Regions from separate parts of the Mus musculus genome. Here regions 2 and 3 are each linked to region 1. Evidence: chromatin contacts called from public HiCAR-type and Micro-C data. All regions are on one chromosome and are shown on one strand. The core of a region is the stretch at or near the end of the contact, and the rest is flanking DNA. Distances in the headings are between cores, read along the strand shown. Region 1 holds the start of Nhlrc3 (NHL repeat containing 3). Region 2 has its middle 17 kb from the start of Gm30402. Region 3 overlaps Lhfp (lipoma HMGIC fusion partner).

Evidence for each region. Hi-C and Micro-C count contacts between places; a contact is called where the count stands out from the background. HiCAR-type assays count read pairs that join an accessible place to other places.
Region 2: a HiCAR-type map of astrocytes shows a contact between it and region 1, with 4 times the contacts expected there. The contact joins the enhancer-like site here to the promoter of Nhlrc3 in region 1. A contact is called at or near these places in 6 of 39 promoter capture datasets (the C10 cell line, cranial neural crest, embryonic stem cells and 3 more), 1 of 15 datasets of contacts at CTCF or cohesin (large pre-B cells), 21 of 115 datasets of contacts at active chromatin or transcription factors (the NIH/3T3 cell line, T-cell acute lymphoblastic leukemia, astrocytes and 16 more) and 3 of 9 other capture datasets (adipose tissue, embryonic stem cells and liver).
Region 3: a contact with region 1 is called in a Micro-C map of embryonic stem cells, with 1.7 times the contacts expected there. The contact joins the enhancer-like site here to the promoter of Nhlrc3 in region 1. A contact is called at or near these places in 1 of 15 datasets of contacts at CTCF or cohesin (the NIH/3T3 cell line), 3 of 484 Hi-C or Micro-C datasets (embryonic stem cells and nephron progenitors), 10 of 115 datasets of contacts at active chromatin or transcription factors (cardiomyocytes, embryonic forebrain, embryonic stem cells and 4 more) and 2 of 9 other capture datasets (adipose tissue and embryonic stem cells).

Annotation. Positions count from the first base shown.
Region 1 is chr3:53,461,735-53,464,606 of GRCm38.p6, reverse strand. Nhlrc3 (NHL repeat containing 3) reads left to right here and starts at 1,349. Exons shown (of 7, transcript NM_172501.2): 1 at 1,349-1,547; 2 at 2,143-2,295; 3 at 2,828-2,872. The coding sequence starts at 1,464. It overlaps Proser1 (proline and serine rich 1), which reads right to left and starts at 812. Exons shown (of 13, transcript NM_173382.2): 1 at 288-812. The coding sequence starts at 332.
Region 2 is chr3:52,973,847-52,976,718 of GRCm38.p6, reverse strand. No RefSeq gene overlaps it. Among named protein-coding and RNA genes, the nearest start is that of Gm30402, 17 kb to the right of the region's middle. Within about 2 kb of position 1,363, at least 32 of the 459 cell types and tissues checked have an H3K27ac peak or open chromatin away from gene starts, as enhancers often do. A contact at or near this core is called in astrocytes, forebrain and hippocampal neurons, where this site is marked.
Region 3 is chr3:53,108,734-53,111,605 of GRCm38.p6, reverse strand. All of the region lies in intron 2 of Lhfp (lipoma HMGIC fusion partner), which reads right to left. Among named protein-coding and RNA genes, the nearest start is that of C130075A20Rik, 18 kb to the right of the region's middle. Within about 2 kb of position 1,520, at least 47 of the 459 cell types and tissues checked have an H3K27ac peak or open chromatin away from gene starts, as enhancers often do. A contact at or near this core is called in the NIH/3T3 cell line and embryonic stem cells, where this site is marked.

The DNA of each region.
Region 1 (2,872 bases), core at 100-2,599:
GTTAACATTGAATAAATGTCAGTCAACCAAAAGCTCAGTTATTACGGATTTACAGTTGGCTCCGGGGCTGTAGGTAGTACAAACGTAATTCCCGTACCACAATGACTTCCCAAGTTTAGCAGTGAGGTGGTTTATCTTCTATTTAAGCGGTGCAACGGACCAAGATGCAAGTTCTTACGTTACACAGGAAAGTTCAAGTTCCTCTGCTGACTACACACAACACCTCAAAGAAAGTAACTCACGACCATTATTATCTCAGACGAATTTCAGGGAACAAGGTCAATTACCTTTCGAATTTCATCCAGCACCGTCTCAAAGGACTTTTTGTCCATCTTGAGTACTATTCCGTCGTGACGTCTCACAGTTCTTGCAATTACAAAACGCTCATCCCAGGTTCGTCTCGTGGATAATACACCAGGAGGAGAAAGGAGGCGAGGAGGTAGAGTATTGCAAACTGCACCAAAACAAAACAAAAAATCCCAGAACGAAAACTTGGAAAAAGTTGGGTTTTTTTTTGTTGTTGTTTGTTTGTTTTTTTAAATAAAAATCAGACTTCAGTAGCTTCTTCACACAAAGCTTCAGCTGCTCAGAGCAGAGCGGGCTTGTGCGTTTGCAGAAATCAGGGCTCCGGAGGGTGCCGACAGCCGGGTGCTCCGGGGAAGGCCGCCGAGCCACGCTCCGCTCACCGCCGTGATCCGGGACACGTGGCCCCGCGGGCGCTCAGACCCGCCGATCCGCCCGATCCCGGGGTCCCGCAGCTCCGGCAACCGGCGGCCCCCGCAGGTCCTTTGTTACGGGCTTTCGTAGCTTCCGGGAGCGGGCGGGCGGCCGGGGCGCACTAGGAGCCGGACGAAGGGGGCCAGAGCCTTGCGAAGGGAGGCTCTCGAGCACCTCAGCGCTCATACGGCCAGGCGCCCAGCGGGTGCTCCCCTAAATGCCCCACCAGCTCCAGGGGACCTTTGATAGAGCGTGTCGCGCCCACAAGACGCAATGGTGCACCGCCACCTTAAGTCGCTTTTGCACAAATGATTAGTTTGGGGCGTCGGGGGGGGGGGGCGGGGTCCTAGTGTGGGAATATAGGCGTCCACGGCAGAAGCCTGAATGCTTGTGGAGCAGACGTGACTAAAGTCCTTTTCGGAGCGTGGTAGTCATTGTTTTAGTGTCACGATCCCCTAACTCTTCAGTTTCTCGGTGCTCTGTTTTGCTTCTTGAAAGTGAGTTTAAAGGAGCGAAGAGTAAGTAGGTCAGGAAGATCTGCGGACGCCGCCATCCTAGTGGCCAGGAGCACCTCGGCGTGGGGACCAGGGTCACTCGCTGGGCGCCTGACTCGGGGCGGAGCAAGGAGCAGGACACCCGGAATTAGTCTTCGGCGGTTCTCCGGTCGAGTTTCCCGGTGCTTTAGTCTGCCTCTGCCCTAGAGCCGGCTTCAGGCCTCGCTGACTTTCGCCTCCCAGACCCTCGCGATGGCGAGAGCCTGGGTCTGCCTGGCGGGCGCCGCCTTCTTCCTTTCCTGTCTGGTTTTGCATTCGCGCTTCTGTGGCTCGCTGGTAAATAGCAGGCAGAAGGCTGTGGGTGTGGGTGCCACCGAGGGGTACAGCCCCTGGGGTCCCAAACCTGCTCCCCTGGGGCTCAGCAGCTGACGACTCGTCCTCTCATTTAGTGTAAAAAGAATGCACGTGGGGCTGGGGAGGTGGCGCGGAGGTTGGGAGCTCGAGCAGCTTTTTCAGAGGACTCAGGTTCGATTCCCAGCACCAACTTGAAGGCTCACTCTCTCACTGTAACTCCAGTTCCAGGGAGCCTGATGCCCTCTTCTGGCCTTTGTGGGCACATGGTGCACATAAACTCACCCGAGCTCATGCACACAAGTCTAAATAAAAATAAGTAAACATCACACACACACACACACACACACACACACACACACACACACACTGGATTTTCCCCAGCTCTTACTACACTCTTAAGTCACACACACACACACACACACACACACACACACACTGGATTTTCCCCAGCTCTTACTACACTCTTAAGTCATCATTAGACTTTTCTTATGGTTGTTTTGATCTTTAGATATACAATCTTATTTCCGGCTACCTTCTGGTTGTCGAACTGAATCTGAGTATTTTGATTTTATTTGAGGTTTCAAGGACATTTTCTTTTCACGTTTCCTGGAGAATGGAGGACCCTCTTTTCCGGCTGGATTTGGGTTGGCCCAAGAATTCGGAATACTTCACTGGTGCAACATTTTGTGTTGCAGTTGATTCCCTCAACGGGTTAGTTTACGTAGCCCAAGTAAGTAGAATGCATTTTTTTTTTTTTTTAATATGTGAGCCTGTGAGGTCAAGAGAGACCAGAGTGTTAATGCGGTTATCAACTACCAGTGGTTTCCAGGATTGAACTCTGAGTGTCAGTCTTGCTTAGCAAACACTTTCATCTGCTCAGCCATCTCTTCAACTAGAGATTTTTTTTTAATTTTAATTATATACATTCAGTTTGATCACAACAGACAGGAATAATAAAAGAACAGTCAATCTGAGCATGACAAAAAGGAAAAAAAGAAGATGAACAGAAAGGAAAGAAGTGTTTCCCACCTAGATAGCCTGCTGCATTTATAGTATGCTAACTATGCAATTTAATTTTGAGTTGGCTTCAAGTGCACATTTTAGATTTGTATGCATTAGAAATTATTAAGTTTTGAAGTTAGTGCTTTTTTTTTACACACTTCTAAATTTCTTATTATACTTTCATTTTGATTTCTCTGACAAAAGTAAAGATTAGCGTTCCTATTGAGTGATTCTAAGCAGTTGTTTTTGTGTGCCTTCAGAGAGGGGATAACATCCCCAAGGTATTAGTGTTCTCAGAGGATGGC
Region 2 (2,872 bases), core at 114-2,613, 490 kb after region 1:
GGGCTGGGCTCACTATCATTGGTCGATCTCACTTCAAACATTTTCTAATTTCCATAGTGATCTCTTATGTTTCCTGGATTAATTGCATGTATTTTACAAACATAAATATTTCTGTCATTTTATATTTCTTTGCATCAAAAATACATCCTGTATTTCAATCCTTTGCATTTTTTTATGCGTACTTGTTCTGGCATACAATAATTATAGTAAATTGTCCTCTTTAGAATGAAGAAATGAAGTCTCTTGTGTAGTTACTGTGTAAAGCATTCTACATGTTAAGATGAGAACTTCATTCATGCCGTTGGCAATCATCTGTATCCTTTGTGATGTTTGATCTGTGAGCTAATAAGCCTTTGCAGCAATCATGAATTTTTGTTTTCAGTCGGTTTGTTGTTTGCTTTATGTATTTTCATCTACTTCTCCATGTTTGAGTTAGACTTATTTCTCCGAGGTGTGATCCACTTGGAAATATGCTGTTTGCATTTTTGCCGTTAGTGTTTTTTAACAAGGAAGCATGGCAAAGACATGTCCTCCTTACAAAGGATGGATAATAAAGATAATTTCCTTGTCTTGCCCCCGCTGTGTCTCCTCTCTCATTGCCTCAGCCCTCAGCTATTAGATGGGTGCCAATGAAGGCAGTCTCTCTGTGAACTACTGGCTGCGGTGCCAGCTGCTAGGATCCACTGGTGCATCAGGCCACACCCTCACAGCACGCTGAGGTTCCTGCCATATTGGGTCTCTCTTCTTTCTGTCTGTAATCAGATGACTTGGAACCTGCTGGCTCTGACTGGATTTTAGCACATGACTTTCATCTGTAAAAGATCCTGGAATCTTACACACTGGAGATGAGCTAGTCTTCCATTTTACAGCTGGAGTACTGCCTCATGTAAGAGGAAGGTGCTATACGCCACATTGCTTTCCAGCCCCCAGGTTTTTTGAGATAAAATGAGAATCCAGGTTATAACTAGATGCACCAGTTTCCCTCTAGGAGGTTTGTCTTTGTTTCTATCGCCTTAACAAGTAGGGAAGCACTTTTCTCGTGTGGTGGATATCTTGCTTATTTTAAAACTCTTTAATCCCGAGCCTAAGCTTAGTGTAAAACAAAGTTTGATTCATACCCAGTAGTAGCCTGAGAAACTTTCATAGAACTTGGGTGGTTAGCAGAGGAATGAGCAGAACCTCAACTCCACAGCTCGCTGCTGTGTGCAGATAGTTACCAAGTATGCCGAAGGAGTCACGTTCTGCTGAGCTATCAGTCAGGTACCAACGGCACCGAGGCTCAAATACCAAGTTACTGCTACCAGGATTTAGCAGCCAACCCTTGCCTCACTGACCAGAGGGGGGCGCCTAGGATCCCTGATAGCTGATGGCAGCCGGGCTGAGACTCAGCAGCTGCTGCCAGGCTAGACTCTGGCTGGGCTACACACCTCTGCCCTCCTTGCCTATCTCCTTGTCCCAGGCCTGGTGCTTGATCTGTGGGGCCACTTTTCCAGCTGAGTCACAACGACACAGCTGACATCACACTCACCTTCCTATGCCTCCAGCAACAACACCCCCACCCCTTCTCTAGCCTGGCAGCCTGGAAGGAAAGGAGTGCCAACGTATTTTCTAACATTTCGAGACCTCCATTCAGAGGCTTCTGGGGTGTTCTGGCACTCAAGAAAAGCCAAAGCAGGAACCCAGTTAGACCCTTCCAAAGGACTGCAGCAGCATCCAGCCCACCCTGGCCTGCACCAGAAAATCTGAGGGAACAAGAGGACTCTTTGTAATTCACACATTCCATCAAGATGGGCCCAAATCAGGTTCTGTCAACTCCCACACCACCCCGCTTTCCCCTGCTCCAAAACCAGAACCATTACATAGCTCAACAGACTTTTATTCAGATCGGAGGCTTTGTTAGCACCAAGGATTTGATCCAAGATTCTCTCTCTCTGTGGGAACTTGCATGGGCACCTCTTCCCCAAGCACCACAGCAAAAGCAGATGGCCGTCTTGGAGCGGGTCAGAAGTCCGGGACTCTGACAGGTTCAGAGTTCTATTTGCCAGGTTGAATTGCTTGTAATTAAAATGCTCCTCCTCCTTCTCCTCCTCCTCCTCCTCCTCCTCCTCCTCCTCTTCCTCCTCCTCTTCCTCCTCATCCTCCTTCTCCTCCTCTTCTTCCTCCTCCTCCTCCTCCTCTTCCTCCTCCTGCTCTGCTCTCCTGAACTTATCCTAGGAATGAGCAGCATTGATTCATGCATAGAAACAGATCTGGCCCAGAAGCGAACGCTACCACTAAACATCAGGGACATCCAGTAGAGATGTCAAGAAAGCTAGTGGGCCTGTGGTGAGCAATTAACCTTCCCCTTGGGCTCGATGTTTCCTACTTTTCAAGGCCATGGACCACAGTCAGGGTTCTGTGTGGTGAGTTGAAGCTGGCGTATGCATCCTCTTGTTTCTCGCCTTTTTGACTGTTCTCTCTCCATCCCCTTGCCTAAGCCATGCCTACAATCAACATTCTTCGTGTTTTGAGTCTTGTTAGTAACACTTCATGACATCAGTTAACATTTATCTGCTTTCTAGTGGGGGGTGGGAAATGCCTCATTAGTCTCGACACTTTAGTGGGTGAGGGCTCAGAGACACAAGCTGGCTTTGCTCCTTCCCGACTGCCTTGTGCTAATTGTCAGACTGCTCTCCAGTTGGAGAACTCACAAGGTGAGGCCTGGCCACGTGCATGCGCATCTTGAGGCAGTATGAATGGCTGGAGTCCCATCAGGAATCTTGTATTTCAAAGCCTTCCAAAAGAAGCAAGCAACAGAGCTTTTCCTATTTGGGGAGCTCCTCGTAAGAGCGATGGCATTCTCTCTGGTTGAGTATGAAATGATCTGCGAAGG
Region 3 (2,872 bases), core at 271-2,770, 350 kb after region 1:
GCATGACGTGGCATCCAAGCGGCTAAGGAGAATGAAGCAGAAGGACTGGTTATTTGAGGCCAGCCAGGGCTACAAGGTGAGCTTAAGACAGACCTGAGCAACTTGGAGCAACACTGTTTCAAACAGAAAGTAATTGTGGGGCTCAGCCTTGGAGTACTTACCTGGCATTTATGAAGCCTTAGGCTCATGGCAGTACAACCAAAAAGGGGAAGGGGGCAGGAAGGGGGGGGTGGGCAGCGAAAGGGAGGGGGAAGGGAGAGTAAGGGAGGAAGGCAAGGAGGGAGGGATGTCCTTCAGGAGACTAATAATACATGGTAGACCATAGCAATATAAGAAAGATGACAAAATGATACGGCAAGATGTTATTAATTTACCATTACTTCGGGAAAAGGTTAGTTTTGGTGAGCATAGCAAAGTTGTAATAAAGACCTAAAGACCAGAGTCTAGACCGGTGACACATCACTTTCTACCAGGACTATGGATGTGTTTCAATTATATGCACTTAGTTATAGCAGAGAATGTTTTAAAGTGCAGCTTAATCATCATGTTTTGTGACTCTGCCTTTCGGCACTGTTATATAGGAAGGGTAGGTTTTATTTTGGATGGATAAATTCAGACGAGCAGAATCTAGCCAAGACCCATCTTTATCATTATAGACCAAGAGTTTGTAGTGTTAACCTATGAGCTCTTAAATCATCTGTCTTCTCTAATCTCAGTCTGGCTTCATGGTTTGCAACTCATTCTGTCAGCCTTTCCTCAGGGTAGTGGCATATAGAAGCATCTGTAGCCACCATCACGCACTGTATGGTTTAAAGAACAGATTTCCCTTCTTGCAATTCGGGGGCCTGAAAATCAAACACTTGGGTTGGGTTGGTTTCTTCTGAGCCACGTTCCGTGGCTTACAGAGTCTCCTCCCTTTGTTTTCAGACAGATCTTTGTAACATTTCGGGTCCTGATCTCCCCACACCCTGTGAGCAACTGTCAAACTACGTTAGAGGCCACTCTGAAGACCGACCGACCAGGGACAGTTGCAGTCTGAGAACCTGGAGGTTAATTCCTCAACACATAGAGGGATATAGTCTTTAATGATCACATTGCTAATTTTAGTATTTAAGGCTTACTTGGAAATAATCATATCCCTTCACATATTCATCTGCTAATCATCTATGTAGATAAAAAGCTAAGAGAAAAATACACAATTTCCTAATGGATGTATGACCTCTCTTGAACAAACAGAAATGAACTAGCCCAATTACAGAAATGAACTCATTACGTTAATGGTAACTAAAATCCTTAGCTGCTGTTATCAATTACAATAGAATAACTTGTATTTTCCTCAGTGGTCAGCGTTCCTTCTGGGATCTTTTGTTTTTGATCAAACTGAGACTTGCCTTTTCTTCCTTCACATTTTCCTGTGGGCACTGGTGCAAATTAAAGTGAGAAGGGAAAGGAGGGGTCCACCAACCAGTGTAACAGGAAACACCGAGTCAAACAAATGGTTTAGAGCCAATCTTGTGATGACATCAGCAGGGAACCATCCCAGGAATGGCTGCTATTTCCACATCTGATGGGGCACAATCTTCTACCCATGCAATTGGGAGGAGAACTTTGATGGAATTCAGGGTATGAACTGTGTCAGGCATCTGCCAAGTTCTTCTCTGAGAGCTTATTATCTGTAAGGGTTAAGGCAAAAATCCTCCAAATTCAGACAGAACGTTTTGAAAGGAGTGAGGAATGGAGTGTCTCAGGTGTAGTTGGTGAAAGAAAGAAGTTTAGCACAGAGGAACAAACTGTGAAAAGCCAAGGGGCCTTCAGGCAGGTGACCTGTTTCATTCCAAGGCTACATGATGACCAAATGCACCAAATGTTGAAAGGCTTTTCCTCAAAGAAGGACAAACTTCCTTAGTAACAGAATCAAGCAGGTGCTCTTTGCGGCCGCACCATCTCTTCAGCACCTATCAAGTTCTTAACAAAGGTGAGATCCCCAATGGTCCTTTGGTCTCAAACATCATGATTTAAGACAGCAGCCACACACACACATACACACACACACACACACACACACACACACACACACACACATGGATTAAAGAGCAGCACCAGGCATGAGAGGGGAAGAGAAGACATTTGCCAAAGTTGAGTTCCATCTGATTTTTCATTTTAGTTTTTTACCTGTCGCCCCAAAATTAATAAGGGCCACAACTGTTCAGCATCTTAATCAACAGACTTCCATCATTCCGTCAGGCCCTTAAGCAGGGAGCACAGGATAAAAGCAGGGGTGGGGGTGGGGTGGGTGGAAGGAGACAGAGCAAGGTGGGGGGGGGGTGGAAAAATAACGTGAGACCTTACATATTATCTGAAGCTGAGGCAGCCGTGTAATTATAAAGCTAGCTTTTCTCTCACTTGACAGCACAAGAAAAGGAGGTGAGGAGAGGCTTCTAAATGAAACATGACATTCCCTTATTAAAGTCTGATTTAGATTTTAAATGGCTTAGTGCATGGCGCCTACTTCCCTGCTCCGGGCTAGCCAAGAAGTACACATATAATGGAAACAGAAACTGAAAAAAAATTTTTTTTGAACAATGCCTGCACTTTTCAAATAATTTCCTTTATAAACATTTTTATGCTTGGAAGAGATTTTCTTTAATTATTCAACCCATAGTTGTCTACCTTTCGGTAAACATAAATATAGTCCAACACGTATGGTATGCTTTGTGTTTAAAAATAACACAGGGCATAGTATGTGCAATGCATTAAGAATTTACTGCCTGGTTTTGCTTCATTTCCTCCCTGTTGGGGGTAGCCCACGGAAACTGCCTGTCCTTACAAGCAATGCTCGCTGGCCCACATTAAATTGCACCATTGCATGCTG